2 separate regions of the Gossypium hirsutum genome follow, and region 1 is linked to region 2. The links are chromatin contacts, called in public Hi-C maps. All regions are on one chromosome and are shown on one strand. Each heading gives the region's core, a stretch centred on a gene start, on an enhancer-like site or on the middle of the called end of the contact. The rest is flanking DNA. Distances are from core to core; before and after follow the strand shown. Region 1 holds the start of LOC107903705 (WAT1-related protein At3g28050). Region 2 holds the start of LOC107903974 (E3 ubiquitin-protein ligase RHA2A).

Evidence for each region. A called contact is a pair of places that touch in the nucleus more often than the background predicts.
Region 1: a Hi-C map of leaf shows a contact between it and region 2, with 2.7 times the contacts expected there. The contact joins the promoter of LOC107903705 here to the promoter of LOC107903974 in region 2. A contact is called at or near these places in 2 of 34 Hi-C or Micro-C datasets (callus and leaf).

What each region holds. Positions count from the first base shown.
Region 1 is chrD05:47,303,318-47,306,017 of Gossypium_hirsutum_v2.1, reverse strand. LOC107903705 (WAT1-related protein At3g28050) reads right to left here and starts at 1,293. Exons shown (of 9, transcript XM_016829849.2): 1 at 1,202-1,293; 2 at 858-1,096; 3 at 700-762; 4 at 488-601. The coding sequence starts at 1,039.
Region 2 is chrD05:46,701,840-46,704,569 of Gossypium_hirsutum_v2.1, reverse strand. LOC107903974 (E3 ubiquitin-protein ligase RHA2A) reads right to left here and starts at 1,437. Exons shown (of 1, transcript XM_016830211.2): 1 at 234-1,437. The coding sequence starts at 1,193. The coding sequence ends at 561.

The DNA of each region.
Region 1 (2,700 bases), core at 44-2,543, 600 kb before region 2:
GAGGAACCTGAGTTGTAAGAAGCCTATAAAGGAGATGAATTGATAACTATTTGTGCAAGGAGATCAAACAAATTTGTCACTTAAATAAGTTCCCAATTTCCCACTTCAGTAAGAGTAAGAGCAGGCAACCTCCTAGGGACTGCAATCTGTTTCCTCTAAGCAACCATATTTCTTAAATACAAAAACAATCCCAAGAGAATTTATGAGGTATAGAAACAAACAAAATGGCTGCAGACATATTACTTCAAACTCAGTTCCAACCATTGACCCTTTTACAAACTGGAATACCAGGATTGCCCGAAAGGGTATGCTCATTTTTTCTGTCAAACCTATGTATAAATATGTGTTGGATACAAGTGGTACTTCAGGGGAAGTAAAGAGTAAATAGATTAAATGGCCTTGCATCCCATCGTCCACATATACTTTATCCTTTAGTTATCAGATTGATCAGAGTATTACACACAACGATAGGAGAAGAGATAATAACCTGAAAGCAACAGCAAGGATGAAGGTGAGACCTGGGATGAGATTAAGCATGGCAGTTGCCAGAGTAGGCGAGCTATAATATATCCCAGCATACCCAGAAATCTGGGCAAAGCAACTGCATACCAAATACCATGTAAAATATGAATGAAAGCCCTCAAATCCATAGTTATGTAACTGAAAACCCACATCATAATTTCCATTAATCTTACATACCCAAGAAGGCCAAGCAAGAAAAACCAACAAAGAATAGAGAAAGTGAGTGGAGGACGGTGTGACCTGCAGGGAAAACGGAAAATCAAAGGAGATAGTGAAATGGGAATTATGGAGAGAGAGAGAGAGAGAGAGAGAGAGAGAGAGAGAACGAACGGTACCTGTGGAAGAGAAAAGAAGCAGGGAGGAGAATGAGAGAGGCAAGAGCATTGGAATAGAAAACAAAGACGAAGTTGGGCATCCCATGGGACATTGCTGCTTTGCCCATTATCATGAGTCCAACTTGAGCAACCTCTGCCATTACCATCCCTACAATAGGCAAACCAATCATCTCCTTCCTCATTCTTCAGACCCAATTTCAGTTCTTGCGATCAACTTCTGTGCCACCTCCTTCCTAGGACTGAATTTTAAGTAGTTGGATTGTGAAGCAAATAAGTGGACACTTTCATTTCAATTTTAGTTATTAATATCAATTTTAAAGTCCTTTTATATTTAAAATACATACGCAGCCATAGCTACCAACAAGGAGTTATAGACGACAAGCAACGAGTCCAAGTCGCGGCTGACATAGCTCCTTTCGTCATTGCCTCCTTACCCAATACCTAGATTCTTGTGTGAGCATAAATAATGATTTAAATATTATACTACAACACAAAAGATGTAGCATGTTGAGTACGTCAAATCATCGTTGAGGCCGTCGATTTTAGTTGTATAAAAAGTTGAAAACAGCTATCTTTTAAGCATTAAAAAATTTCATTAGTTGAAATATTTTTAGTTTTTATTTTTTCGATACGTAGGAACTTTAAGCTTAATTGGTATTTATAGTGGTGATTTCTCGTAAAAAATCACCAATTACATTTCCCACTATCACACAAGCAAAAGTATGAAAGTAGTGGGTTGCAAAACGTGGGGTCATTCCCACGAACCAAAAGACAATTCCAACATTCTCCCATGTATCATAATGCATGAATCATGACAATATTTTCTCTTAAAATTTGAGTAGTATCTTCCATGTATCACAATATATAATGTCTCAACGTTTTAGCCCAATTTCTTAATGAATAAACCCAATATTTATTCCAGGTCTAAACTTTAGTGACATTTTTCAAAATAATAAAATTAATGTGCACACAAAATATGAGAAATATCAAACTTAATAGAGTTTCTTTATAATCGTTCTTCTAACGAAAATTTACAATGTGGGAACAAGTCCCATAGTGACAACATGATCCTTAAATTTGTATGGTGGCATGCCTTTAGTCAAAAGATCACCTAACATTTGCTCAGTGTTAATGTGCTCAATGACCACTTTCTTTTCTTTAACATGTTCCCCTATGGCTAAATACTTAATGTCGATATGTTTACTTCGACTTCCACTTTTTTTTGTTTACAGCCATAAAGACAACAACTGAATTGTCACAATATATCATCAACGACCTAGGAATCAAATCCACAAGTCTAAACCTAGAAACGAAACTCTTTAACCATACTTTATGTGAGGTAGCCTCAAAACATGAAACGAACCCAACCTTCATAGTGGAAGTAGCAACTAAGGTCTGCTTGATACTCCTCTAAGATATAGCTCTGCCAGCAAATATAAATATGTAACCTGATGTTGATTTACGTGAATCAACACAACTGACAAAGTCTGAATCGGAGTAGCCAATCACCTCCAAATTGTCTGATCGTTTGTACGTAAGCATGTAGTCCTTTGTCCCTTTAAGATATCTCAAAACTTTCTTTGCAACTCTTCAGTGGTCAATACCTAGATTACTCTGATATCTTCCCAACATTCCAACTACAAATGCAATATCAAGTCTTGTACAGATTTGAGCATACATCAGGCTTCCAACAATAGAAGCATGTGGAATGTTTTTCATTTGCTTCATCTCAAATTCGTTTTTCAGGCACTTGTTCAAATTGAACTTATCACCCTTCACGATAGGAGCAGCACTCGGTAAATAATCTTTCATCCAAAATATTTCAAAAACTTTTGTTCATATA
Region 2 (2,730 bases), core at 188-2,687:
TTTCTAATTTATAAAACTCAACCTGTTTTGTAGTTACCATAAATTCTAAATGTTCTTTTCTCTCCCCTATTATCTTAATATTATCTTGAAATCTAAAACAACTTGGGTTCTTATTTTTCTTTTTTCAAACAATATCACATAAAATATGCTTTTTTTTATTTACCTTAATAATAAATTAATAAGATTACCATAAAAGTAAAATCATAAAGCATCTTTACCCTCACTACTTCATGTAAATAAATAGCAATCTGATATTGATAATTTGTACACCAAGATAACTATTTTCTTATTGGACAAAAAAATACAAAAAAGTAAATAAAAAAGGACTATTTACAGCAGTGAAAAAGAAAATTCTTCAAAAAATTTCTAAGGGAAAAAAAACCCTACGATGGAGAAAAAGGGTTCTAAAAAGAAAAAGAAAAATAGTTGTAAGAAAGAAAGTTGAATGACAACCCTCTCAAAACAAATAGTTGAAAACAAAATAATATCCAATCCAGCCGGAACCTAAGAAAGGGGGGGCCAAAAATACCAGAATTTCTAAAATCTTGGTCGGAATCTAATTAACCCAAAGAAAACCAGGCAAGCAAATCTTCACCGACGCGTCTCCGCGTGAAACCGACGCGCTGATCGATTTTGAGAGGGGATCGACAAACCGGGCAGTTAAATTTTAGTTGATCAAGCCAACCATCAAAGCAATCCTTATGAAATACATGGCAGCAATCGAGCTTCCTCACCTGCTCCCCATCTCTTAGGCTGCACAAGCACACAACACAATCAGAGCCCTTTCCTCCCGCGCCGCCACAGTATTTGTAGGAGAAAGCCTTGTTTAAGTTGAGCTGCTCGGCGAGTACGATGAGACTGGCGAGGCCGGAGCCAAGGACTCCAACATCGTCGATGGTAGTGGGCTGGTCTGGGCAAGGGAGAAGGCCAATCAAATGGAGGGAACCAAAGAGGAGTCTTCGGAGATAACCGACGCAGTTAGCGATTATTGCTACGAGAAGAAGCGGGATCGAATCTGAGGACACGTCGCTCAGCTGGCTTTGTAATCCCATCTTTCTTATTTTAGTTTCAGAAAATGTGGAAGTGGATTTGTAGAAAAAGAGTAGTAATATGTAATATGTGTGTGTATATATATTTATAAGCTGAAAGGTGGAATGGAAGAGATTAGATTTTATATAGAGAAATAGAAGCATACAGCGATAAGAAAGAAGAAAAGAAGAAAGAGATGATGTAGGGAAAAGAAGAGGAGAGGAGAGGAGCGGCTAAAGAACGGGAGATTAGGGCCATGTGTGGTGGGGTCCGCTTGTTGAAATTGTTTATTTTCTTTTTCCTTTTTCCTTTTTCCATGCTTTAATACTAACTTCGTTCTATACATCACAAGCTGTGTATTTCTGTATTCCTATTCTTATTCTTTATGTAACTTGGGATTTAATTTTTCATTCATCTATCTATTCTTCTATTATATATTTATATAATATTTTGAAAACCCAACAATTTATGATCTCCTATTTGTATTATTTTTATATTTTTTATGATTAGCAGTTATATTGTCTTTACACTTAACATGGGTCGGGACACCCATTCAGTCTCGAAGGTCCGCCTGAAAAGTGAAAGGATTTCGGCAAAAATATGGGCCCAAAAAATTAGTTTGGATAAAAAATAAGGCCTGTTTCTAAATCGGTCAGGCGTCGAATAAGAATTTTTTGCCCAAACTCGACCCGATTTGTCTAAAAGTTTTTTTTTTGCTGTTGTTTGTTGTTGTTTTATTACCATTTTGCTATTATATTATTACTATCTTATTGTTATTGTTTAGATATTGTATAACTCTTGTTTTATTGTTAATTTTCCTACAATTTTAGAGGCATTTGTTTGTTAAGTTGAAACTATTAGTGTTAACAAGTATCAATACTTTTTCTAATATATTTTAAATTTGTTGTGAAACATTTATTTTAATATTTTTAGTATATTTGATGTATTATATTTTTTAAATTTATTTTTATATAAAAATAATATAAAATTTTAATACGGCCAGGTCAAATTGGACTCAAGTTTAGTATTTTTTATTTGGACTAAGCTTGGATAAAATTTTAGACTCATTTTTTAAGTCAAGTCGAGCCCAAACTTAAGAAATAGACCTAAAATTTGACATCGACCTAACTCGACTCATGATCTAAGTTTAATTCTCTCTGCAATTATTAGGTTTACTTCATTGATGATAAGTTTAACCCACTTAAATTCCGTTTATTTCAATCAAATAAAAGAGAAAAATTGAACTGATTATAATCTTGTAAAATTCCAATTCCAATTTAATATGATATGAAAATATGTTACATGACACAATATTATTGGTCAAAGTATTGGTCAGCTCCATATTATATTGAGATTATTAAATTAGTCTTATTAAAAAATTAACTTTATCTTTTTTTTTGAATTATAATAATAGGGTAAACTCGAATATCTTTTTCTTTTTGAATTACAATAACAGGATAAAATTCTAACAACTAACGCAACTAGCACGACTCGAACCCAGGTTATACTTAAGGTGATGAACACCATTGACTATCAGGCCATCACATAGAGTTTAATTTACTTCAATTTCTAAAATAAAGTATCTTATAAGTAAAATAATTCATAAATGAATTTGGTTTGAAGAGGTATGTTTTGTTTTGATTGCAACTTATGCATTTCAGGTTGGATATGTGATATAAAGAAGAAAACATTTTCAAGCGA